2 separate regions of the Sus scrofa genome follow, and region 1 is linked to region 2. Evidence: chromatin contacts called from public HiChIP or PLAC-seq data. All regions are on one chromosome and are shown on one strand. Each heading gives the region's core, a stretch centred on a gene start, on an enhancer-like site or on the middle of the called end of the contact. The rest is flanking DNA. Distances are from core to core; before and after follow the strand shown. Region 1 overlaps RNF114 (ring finger protein 114). Region 2 overlaps B4GALT5 (beta-1,4-galactosyltransferase 5).

Region 1 (5,585 bases), core at 37-2,536, 210 kb before region 2:
CACTGAATTATTATTATTATCCTCATTGCTTTTCAGGGCCACATCCGCGGCACATGGAGGTTCCCAGGCTAGGGGTTGAATCGGAGCTGCAAGTGTCAGCCATAGCTACGGCATTGTGGGATTCGAGATGCGTCTGTGACCTACACCGCTACTCACAGCAACACCAGATCACTGACCACTGAGTGAGGCCAGGGATCGAACCCAGATCCTCACGGATACTAGTCGGATTCATTTCCGCTGCACCACAATGGGAATGCCTCAAATCCCTACGTTTTTAATTACTTATGCTATATTTAATACAAATGTAAAGGAGTTCCCACCGTGGCACAATGGGATCAGCAGCATCTTGGGAACAGTGGGTTGCAGGTTCGATCTCTGGCCTGGCACAGTGGGTCAAGGATCTGGCATTGCTGCAGCTGTGGCTTAGGTCGTGACTGCGGCTTGGAACTGATCCTTAGCCTGGGAACTCCATATGCCATGGGGCGGCCAAAAATGACCAATAGTAATAATAATAATAATAATAATAAAACAAATGTGGAAGTATTTTGTCTAGTCATTTTAAGAGTTTGATCACATGCATCTCTGACATTGGAGAAACTGGCATCATCTGAGTAACTGTTAGAGTTATTTCAAGGTCCCAGGCACGTCCTAGTCACATTTCTTTGAGTTGCTTGAGAGCTGGCACTTCCTGTATCTGTGCATGGTGCCAGGAGGTCCTCTGTGAAGTCCAAGGTGCCCATTCCTGAAACATCCCCTCCATCTCCTCATGGAATCTTTCCTTTAATTCAGTGGTCGTGCAGGTCCCAGACCTCGGCGTCCCTCTGGACTCCTCTCCGGCTTTCACACCTCTCCCTCAAGAGCTGCGGAATCAGACAACCTCAGTACCACCGTTACCACTGCACAGCCCCGGGCCGCCGCCACCTCCTGCCCGGAACCTGCAGCAACCGCCCGCCTGGCCTCTGCTTCCTTCTTTCCCCACTGCAGTCCCCTCTCCACGTGCAGGAGAAGGATCCTTTTTAAGCCCAATTACATCAGGAAGGAGAAGTATTTTCCAGATGTCCCACAGCCAGTGGCAGAGTACAAAACTGAAACACGGCCATGACCTCAGATCTCCCATGCGATGGTCTCAGGGCCGCTACTAAGTCATCTAAAGCCTCTTTCATGGAACATGGTCACTTCCTGCCTGACTGGAGCTCCCAACTGCGGGGCGGGGCAGGGTGGGCAAGGTGTCTAATCTCCAGAGAAGACAGGCCCAGAGAGGGCAGCTGGTGAAGTGTCAGAGCTGAGATCCGAGCCAGATGGGGCTCACTCGTGACAGACAAGAACTTCCCCTTAGAAAGAGCAACAGTCTTCCCGAGGCTCCCCAGGCCCAGAGTTCAGCAAGTGGTGGTGAATTCCAGAAAACAGGCATTACAGCTCACTGGTTGGATAAATTATGAAATTTATTTGTATTTCACCTTTTAAAAGCCAGAACATAACAAATGTCGCTATCTGGAAAGTCCTCTTATTAGAAATACATGAAGTGCACTTAATACAAGGAACTCTGTTTCTTGGTACCACCCGTGAGACCACCATCATCAGTTCCCTAAACGAAGGTTTTTGTCCAATTTCCCTCTAAACTTAGACCGAGGTGATCTCAATGCAGGGGCCTCGAAGTGAACTTTCTCCAGAAGTTACAGTGAAGAAACTGACCATAACATTTGGGCCCTCTCAAGCAACAGCAGATTAGAAAAAATTACTTTGCCCCCAAGAGCTGTGTTTTTGCTGGTTCCTAGGCATCTGGCTCTCGGTGGCAGGGACAGAGGGGCCCACAACAGCAGCGCACAGGCCAAAAGCCCCGTCATTTGCAGCCTCAGCCGCTGACCAGAAAAAAAGTGTCCATATTCAGACAAGAGGTCTGGCAGAGAAAAATGAATTGAAACCCAGATGCCTTTTGGTCGATCAGAGGCTCTACTCCTATACATTACAAGCCCTTAGCCTTATATTTACTAATATTCATGAAACATGGTGAACGCCAAGCTTCTTGAGCTGCTTCTATTACCAACTTCTCAGAGGAGGGTCAGGCAGCAGGTGGTGCTCCCAAGACCTCTCTGCTTTCGAAGGCAGGTCTTTACACATCAATTCACGTGTTGTAACCAGTTTTATAAGGAAACCATTTGTGATAGAAAAGCAACACAATTTAATCTAAGTTACCAAATAAAAGATGCAAGAACTAGTATTCATGGGAGCTCACACACTTCTTATTCATTTGAGGACTTCTTTTCATGCTTCCAGGACAAGAACATAAGCAGGCTCCCAAATCGAGAGGCACCATGACTGAGTCATCTGAAAACACTTCACCAGTTTGAAAATCAGAACCAAAAAGCTAGCGCCCTTCCACCTCTTAGCTGACCCTCCTCCTCTCTTACGGATAATTGGAATTTAACTTTCCTAACCTAGAAACACTTATTTTCACTAAAAATACATGGTGACACCTTACCCTAAAAGGCACCATGCAGGCATTTAAGTCTGAACCAGTTAAATCCTAAGGGTGTGCAGGAATGATAGGAAAATCTCACTCATCAAAACTTCCAGCATCAGACCATGTTCAACCCAGAACATCCACCCTAACAAGACCTGTGAAATGTTTCCCATGAGGTAACTCTAGCTCCTGGCAGCTGCCGCCAAGGACCAACCAACAGGAACCTGCACAGCACAGGAGGGGGCGCTCCATCACCCATCACCCCATTCTTGCTGGCGCTCACACCCCTTGGGGACAAGGGGAGGAGATGCTTGTTTCATTTGTGCTACTCATGACCCAGAAAAGGTCCTGGCTGGTTCGGAGGACCTGAGAGATCAACAGTGGACAGGAGAAGCAGGCATGAAACGAGGACAGGTGGAAAGCTGGGTTCCCTTCCAAAGAGGAGGCAAAAGCTCCAGGAAATGGCTGAGGAGCAGGAAAAAACCGGACAGATGACAAACAGTGAGCAGTAGGGGAAGAGCCCCAAGGAAAGGAGGGCTTGACTGGGGACCTGTTCCCCTGTCAGAAGTGACCCCGTCCCAACACCAAGGCTCACTTCCAGGTCTGTGGGACATTTTAGGTGGAAGAGTCACATGTTTCACGCGGACACACAGTGGAAGCTCTGGAGCCCGCGCCTGCTCACTGGTCAAGGAGGGAGCGTTGCAGCACTTGGTTCATCATGTCCTCTTCGTCAACGTCGTAATCCTACGGGCAAAGCAGAGGCTCAGCCTCAGGGACCGCCTGCAGCTGTGAGGACTTTTAGTCAGGGAGCAGAGCCTCCGAGGGGTGGGCTTGGGAGAGGCCACTGTTTTCGACGCAAGCTGCGTGACTCTGGGCACACAGCTTGCTCTGTGCCCCTGCTGCCTCACCCTGGTGGTGAACATGAGGGCTCCCTCAGACGGGATGGTGAGACCCAGAGAACACCTGAAGGAGGCCTGGCACAAACCAGCTGCTCAGATGGAGCACCCTGCAGTGAAACCAGACGTTTTGGTGCAATGAGGCAAAGTTATGTATATGGGCTCTACTGGGGAACTGATTTCATCTTTCTCTTTTTATTTTTCGGCTACACCTGTGGCATGTGGAAGTTCTTGGGCCAGGGATCGAATCCACACCACAGCAGCAGGCTAGGCTGCTACAGTGACACTGCCAGATCCTCAACCCACTGTGCCACAAGGAAACTCCCAATAAAAGGTTTACTTTGAACAGCTGGCCAGGTTTCTGCCACTAGAATGCCAGGACAACAATGTGTCCTTCAAAACAGCTCAGCTCCAGAGAAAGGATGTAAACTTGATGACACATTTGGCTAGTTGATGCATTTAGCTTGACCTGAAGTACTTAAAAAAATAAACATGGGGAGTTCCTGCTGTGGTGCAGTGGGTTAAAAATCCAGCATTGTCTCTGCGGCAGCTCGGGTCCCTCTTGAGGTGCAGGTTCAATCCCTGGCCTGGCATAGTGGGTTAAGGATTCCGTGTTGTAGCAGCTGTGGAACTGGTCGCAGTTGCAGCTTGGATTCAATCCCTGGCCTGAGAACTTCCATACAGATGCGGAAAAAAAGGGGGAGAGGTGATGCTTCCTATGGAATTCTGCATTTCCAGCTTACTGAGGTTAGGGCCGGGGAGAAGCCTGGCAATACCGTGCCTTCATTTCCCAACCATGACTATCAGCTGGAGATGATGGCAGCATAACCCGAGTCATGCACCACCCAGCCTGCGATTCCTTACGAAAATCACTTGCCACAGACACCTGAACTTAAGGATCTCAAACCAGGTTCTGTAACAGGTAGAAACCATACACTGAAAGAAAGTGGATAAAGGTTTTCATAAAGATAAAAAATAAAAGCAAGCTTTACTTTGCCTCAGTCTAGATGACTGGCCAGTTCATCTTCTTAAATACCACACAGCTGACATTTCAGGGAGCCCATCACGTTAGTGACAAAACTCCCCAAGGGGACTCATAGTTCTCCAGGTTAGAGAAGGGAGGTAGCTGTTCTGTCCCCCAGGGGAAGGAATTAGAGCCCAGGCTCCAGACTTACCACGAAAGTGTCGTAGGAAAACTGGTGCCGACGCTGGATGTGTTCTATGAAGTTGGCGCTCCGGTAGTTGGGGTCTCCCCACGGCATCGAGGCACATATTGGACAAACCTTTCAAAAAAGAAGCATGGTCTTAGGTACTCCATGACTGAGCTGCCATTAGCCCTCTGTGACCTGTATCTGGCCGCCTTTCTCCCAGGACAGCTGTCCTGACCAGAGCCTGGTCACATCTTCAAGGTCACATTCACATCCCAGAAGACATGGTCAGTCTCCTGCTGGAGTCCAGTGACATGTAGGATGGGGTGTGGCTGAGGAGGGTGAAGGCTTAAGCCATGATAACACCCATTTTTTTTTGGCCGCACCCACAGCATGTGGCAATTCTTAGGCCAGGGATCCAACCCAACCCGCTGCAGTGACAATGCCGGATCCTTAACCTGCTGTGCCACCAGAGAACTCCAATACCACCCATTTCGGATCTACCGAGGTGAGAACAACATGTCAGCCCAGTAGGGCCTAGACTATGGCCTTCCAACCCAGCACCCAAAATGACGTGAAAACCAAGGAGACAACAGAAGAGCAATGTCCCAAGAAGTAAAACACAGTCTTCTGTGCTATTTTTACAAAATAAATGCTCAGATGAAGGGCTTAGGCAGAAAAGCCTTCGTACAAGGGCTTGACTAGGACTTTAAAGAGCCGGAGGCATCTGGAAAGACAGAGTGTACATGGCAAAGAGGCAATCAGTCTGGCTACACGGGAAAATTCAGAGATGGGCAGAGAGGAGGGGGTCAGGGGAGAAGCAGCGTAAGGGTCTGGCTTGGCGATGGAACCCCACTATTTACAAGGCAGATGGGACAAAGGGGGTGGACAAGAGGCGAATGTGACATGGAGGGGCCTCCTTGAGGGGATGAGCTGGGCAGGCAGCCGGCCCGCGGAGCCGCGCACCGTCAGGACCAGTCTGAGGAGGCGGCGGCGGCTTCCAAAGGGAAGGGCTGAAACACCGGCAGTGAGGGGCTCTCAGGAGGGAAGGCAGGATGGGGGTCTGAAGGCTGAGAAGAC
Region 2 (5,750 bases), core at 1,770-4,269:
CAACTTTAAGAATTATAAAAGGAAATTATAATAATTTATTCATAATCATCTTTTTCATCACATGTGTTTTCACTTCGTTGTTTCCTTCTCATGTTTATACACAGAGAGATATTTGAAAATTTTGTACCTTAGGAACCGAGAGGCTGAGAGAATTGATTTGGGGAGGGTGGCAGCAATTTAGTAAATGCTGTGTATTTATGTTAGAATAATCTTGACAGTCTCTTTGCTGTAACGTCTTTTTCTGGTTAGCTCTGTTTCCTCCACTAAAACTAAACATAGTGTCTAGATACAAGTTTATTTCTTAGTTCCCTTCATGGCTCACTGGTTAACGAACCTCACTGAGCAAGACCAAGGATCCATGAGGATGCGGGTTCGATCCTTGGTCTTGCTCAGTTGGTTAAGGATCCAGTGTTGCCATGAGCTATGGTGTAGGCTGGCCGCTGAAGCTTGGATTTGACCCCTAGCCTGGGAACTTCCATATGCCTTGGGTGTGGTCCTAAAAAAACAGTAACAATAATTTGGAGTTCCCTTTGTGGTGCAGCAGAAATGAATCCAACTAGGAACCATGAGGATTTGGGTTCGACCCCTGGCCTTGCTCAGTGGGTTAAGGATCCGGTGTTGCTGTGAACTATGGTGTAGGTTGCAGACGCAGCTTGGATCTGATGTTGCTGTGTCTGTGGCGTAGTCCAGCAGCTGTAGCACCAATTAGACCCCTAGCCTGGGAACCTCCACATGCCACAGGTGCAGCCCTGAGAAGCCAAAAAAAAAAAAAAAATTATTTCTGGCGAGGGATTCTTTAAATGAAGACTGAAGAAAACGCATTTGTTAGTCTTTACCAATATGTGGAAAACTTGGGAAGTTCTAGCCCTTGTGGTATCAATTTAATCTCATTCCTAAATACTATTAATAAAATTAAATAGAAGAACCTCAAATTTTATTAAATTTTATTTAATTTAAATGTGGCTAATTTAGTGTGAAAGTGTAACATTTGATCTGTCGCCTCCATTGCTTGGGTTCTAGAAGGTAGAATCTTTTTCCGCTCTTTTTTTTTTTACCTGTGCATACAGAAGCGGGGCCCGGGGACACCATTGATGTCAGATGATTTAGTCTTTTCCGTAAAGGTGATAATATTAAATACAATCAATCGTGCTATACCATGACTTAAGCATTCCTAAACATCACCGTGCTATGCAGAATTGTTGAATAAAAACCATAGAGCTTATGGAAAAAATGGGGTCAGGCACACAACACTTAAAAACTAAATTAGTGACATATTAAAAAGAAAAAAAAGGAAGCTAATGAAACCAGAACAATTTTACACACATTCACTGGTTAAGAAACACCATAAATAGGGCACTTCACTTTGAAAAAGACCTGAAATTTGCTCGTGGAAGTGGCCTCAGAATTGCAACTTGTGAGTTATTGTGAAGTAGAGGAAGGAGAAATAGGACGGAAATAGTACTGAATGTTGTAACATCCAGATGTGTATGGATACCTGCTTGGTGAACTGAGGTCACTGGTAGATGTTTGAGGTGTGTGCGTAGGTGTGTGTGTGTGTGTTCAGCCGGTTCAGAAAACTAGACACTTCAAAAAAAGAGAGGAGGGGAGTTCCCGTCGTGGCGCAGTGGTGAACGAATCCGACTAGGAACCATGAGGTTTCGGGTACGGTCCCTGCCCTTGCTCAGTGGGTTAACGATCCGGCGTTGCCGTGAGCTGTGGTGTAGGTTGCAGATGCGGCTCGGATCCCACGTTGCTGTAGCTCTAGCATAGGCCGGAGGCTACAGCTCCGATTTGACCCCTAGCCTGGGAACCTCCATATGCCACTGGAGCGGCCCAAGAAACAGCAAAAAGACACACACACATAAAAAAAAAAAAAAAAAAAGAGGAAAAAAAACCCAACGCATTTGGTTTCCTAATCATTTCCAACAACTCAAAAGCAAAGAAACATTCATCCCTCATGGGTGAAATTGCACATAAGCAAATGCAAAATTCCTGTTATGCTCGGATTGTTCCCAAATATTGCAGTTGGTTTGGAACAAATGGGTATTTTCAAAAGAAGTGTTATAGTGGAACTAACTATAAGACTAAGTATGATGTAATTTGTATAAATATGGGAAACTTAAAAAGATTTTAGGAGTTCCCTGTTAGCTTAGTCATAAGGATCTGGCGTTGTCACTGCTGTGGGACAAGTTCGATCCCTGGCCTGGGAACTTCCTCATGCTTTGGGTACAGCCAAAACACCAAAAAAGATTTAAAACAATTTTTGAAATCTCAAGCTTATAGAAAAAACTGCAAGTGTAGTGCAATGTCTTCTTCTTGAACCATTTGGTGACATGAAGCCACATCACCCCCAAATATTGAGTGTGTTTTTCAGAGTTCCCATCGTAATTCAGCGGAAACGAATCCGACTAGCATCTGTGAGGACACAGGTTTATTCCCTGGCCTTCCTCAGTGGGTTAAGGATCCAGCGCTGCCATGAGCTGTGGTGTAGGTTGCAGACGTGGCTCGGATCCAGCGCTGCTGTGGCTCTGGTGTAGGCCGGCAGCTGTAGCTCCCATTGGACCCCTAGCCTGGAAACCTCCGTATGCTGTGGGTGTGGCCCTAAAAAGCAAAAAAAACCAAAAAAAAACAAAGTGTTTTTCAATAAAGAATATTCCAGCCAAGGACAATCTAACCATTAAAGTTAACTTGGTTACTTACGGCCTTCTAATCCTCTGCTCTCCATTAAAATTTTGCCAGTTACCCCAGTAAAGTCCTTTGTATCTAAAGGGTCCAGTTCAGAATCGCCTGTTGTGTTTGTTGTACTGTTTCTTTAGTCTCTTTGAGGAAAATCCAGAGAAGTTCTCCAGTTTCTCTTTGAATTTCATGACCTTGACCCTTTTGAGGATGACAGGCCAGCTCTTTTGTAGCTTGCCCCTAAACTTTGGGTTTGTCTGATGCTTCCTTATGGTTAGGTTAGGTTAGACACTGAGGCAGCAGAATCACAGACGTGATGTCATGTCCTTTTGATGCATGTCAGATGACACAGGATGGTGACTTGCCCCATTGCAGATGATTGCTCTGATCACTTGACTGAGGATGTGTTATCCAGTATTTCCACTGTAAAGCAACTCTTTCCCCTTTTGTAATCAGTGTGTGTTTTGCGGGGAGCTACTTTATATAAATATCTTGTTCATCAGACTTTTCAATGTACTTATTTTTCTATTTATTTATTAGTATAAATCCATGTGCTTTAAAAAATTTATTGTCGTCACTGTGGGCTTATGGTTTTAATGTTTACTCTCATTTATATTTGTACTCAATTGTTGTGATTAGGCCTTTGGGAACCCCTTTGTCCTGGCATCTGCCCTTTTTGATATGTCCCTGTCATTCTTTTTGTTTTTGTCTTTTTAGGGCTGTACCTGCGGTATATGGAGGTTCCCAGGCTAGGGGCCTAATAGGAGCTGTTGCTGCTGGCCTACACCACAGCCACAGCAACGCAGGATCCAAGCCACGTCTGCGACCTACAGCTCACAGCAACGCCAGATCCTTAACCCACTGAGTGAGGCCAGGGATCGAACCCACAACCTCATGGTTCCTAGTCGATTCGTTTCCACTGTGCCACGATGGGAACTCCTGTCCCTGTCATTCTTGAACACTTCCTTAGTTTCTGGAATAACAAGGTATTTAGGCACATTTTGTGCTTTCTTTATCCCATGCTTAGAATCAGCGATTTCTCCCCAAAACTCTGATTCTTTTTAGTGGAGAATGGGTACTTAGAGGCCAAGATCCTGGTCCTGGATGCACTCATTGCTGTTAGAGTGTTATGACTTCTAGGCCTTCTCATCAGTGTGTAGAGCTCTGGAATATATCTGTGTGTACACATGTACACACTCTTACACACCCGCACCCTGCATCTATGTTCGTTTTCACGTGCATATATATACACATATAGAAAATGGTGAGTTCACACCAATGACAGTTTAAATCCAGCACCTAAGGGTTCATTCTAGTTTTTTCCCTTCCCGTATTTCTCACTCCTTTCTCTGACAGTGAGATCCTAACTCCCTTTTTCCTTATTCCCTTTACTTACTTGGCCATTCCCCCATGTGCCTCCATGCTGCTCTGTGTCCAGTACTGTTTGGACATGTTTCTCACCCCCGACATCATTCAGCTCTCTTTGCTGGGCTGTCTCCCTTCTTCATCCCACCTGGGTTCCCACAAGCCTGTACCAGGCTCCTCCCTCCTCCCTGTGTGGGTTCCCCTCACCCCTGCTTTGACTCTGGCGCCCCACCTCACATCCCCTCTTCCCTGCTGGATGCTTTCCTCACCTGTCCTGTCTCTAGCACTCCATGCAGGGCAGCCGCCCTTATCCTGCTGTGCTGAGACATGCCTCTGTGTCTCCCCCATTTTACCCCTGGCAGGTCTGTCTAGCCTCCCCCACCGCGCCCCGACCCATGGCTTCCTTTAGGACTGGATGCACATTTTGGGGGAATGAATTATTTGCCCTGACCATGTCACCTAGTTTTGCATTCTGAAAATAGAGTCACCACACCTGTCTGAAATTCTTTTTTGACTATTTTCTGTGTCCCTTGCACAGGATACTCTTGAATTCTTCCTATAGATGCCACATTTTTAGCTAACCAGAGGGTGACAAAGTGACATTTAGCCCACATAATTACGATGAGTTCCTTTCCTTCGTCAGACTTTCGTGACTTAGGGACCATGGTATTTGAGAAGCCCTATTCCTCAGAAGTGACTATTTGCATCCGTAGTTTGTGTCTCCCCTTCTTCTAGCTCAGGAGTTCATCTTCCTCTGTTTTCCAACATGACAGTGGCAGCAGATGCTGCTTCCACTTGTTGAGCCTTTCTAGAAGTGTTTTGCATATATCATCCTATTAGTTAACACCCTAGCTGTGTGAGACATAGATGTTTTAGAGATGAGGAAACCAAGGCTTGGAGAGGTGAAATGATGTGTTCAAGGTCATACAGCTTGCTCTAAGTTCAACCTTGCTTACTTTCTAGAGCCTGAGTTCTTGAATAAGCCTATGCCGCCTCTACAGTGTTAGGATAAATTTGATTAAGATAAGTTTGGCTTTTTAGGGCCACACCTATGGCATGTGGAATTTCCCAGGCCAGGGGTCGAATCAGAGCTACAGTTGCTGGCCTACAGCACAGCCACAGCAATTCAGGATCCTTAACTCACTGAGCTTGGTCAGGGATCGAGCCCGCGTCCTGGTGGATATTGGTCAGGTTTGTTAACTGCTGAGCCATGAAGGGAACTCTGATTATATTGTTTTACAGTCACTGTTTTTGATTCCTTTTGATTTAGGAAGAGGAAGTGTAATCTCAAAGTTATACTTGGAAGAAAAACAGATGTCATTAGCTGTGTGGAAACCCTTACCCTGAAATGACTGCATTACTGGAATAGGCCTAAAGAAGTAGGTGTGAAGCCTAGATTACCCCTCCCCCCCTCTTCCCCGACCTGGGCACGACTCCCTTTCCACAGAAAGGGCACTTTGAAGTATGAGGATCAAAACTTTTCCAGCTCCTCTTTGGAAACTAATGTGAAAATTAAGGCCTTAAAAAGTATATATAAGCTGTCTGATGCTTTTTTAAGGAAGAGCAGGTTGGAATTCTGCTTATTTCTCGGCCCATTTCAGTGCTGTTGTGTTTTCTTTTGTGGTTTTTTTTTTTTTTTTTTGCAAATGTAACGATGTAGCTAACTGTTGTGTTGGAAGAGGGTTTCTATCCCGTGGTTCTGCTTTTCT

What was found. HiChIP or PLAC-seq counts read pairs in DNA pulled down with a chosen protein or histone mark.
Region 1: an H3K27ac HiChIP or PLAC-seq map of alveolar macrophages shows a contact between it and region 2. The contact joins two enhancer-like sites.

The regions. Positions count from the first base shown.
Region 1 is chr17:51,525,207-51,530,791 of Sscrofa11.1, reverse strand. RNF114 (ring finger protein 114) reads right to left here. Exons shown (of 6, transcript NM_001001869.1): 5 at 4,533-4,640; 6 at 3,009-3,205. The coding sequence ends at 3,140. Among named protein-coding and RNA genes, the nearest start is that of RNF114, 14 kb to the right of the region's middle. Within about 2 kb of position 1,286, at least 5 of the 83 cell types and tissues checked have an H3K27ac peak or open chromatin away from gene starts, as enhancers often do. A contact at or near this core is called in alveolar macrophages, where this site is marked.
Region 2 is chr17:51,312,785-51,318,534 of Sscrofa11.1, reverse strand. The region is part of intron 1 of B4GALT5 (beta-1,4-galactosyltransferase 5); the gene reads left to right. Among named protein-coding and RNA genes, the nearest start is that of B4GALT5, 19 kb to the left of the region's middle. Within about 2 kb of position 3,019, at least 2 of the 83 cell types and tissues checked have an H3K27ac peak or open chromatin away from gene starts, as enhancers often do. A contact at or near this core is called in alveolar macrophages, where this site is marked.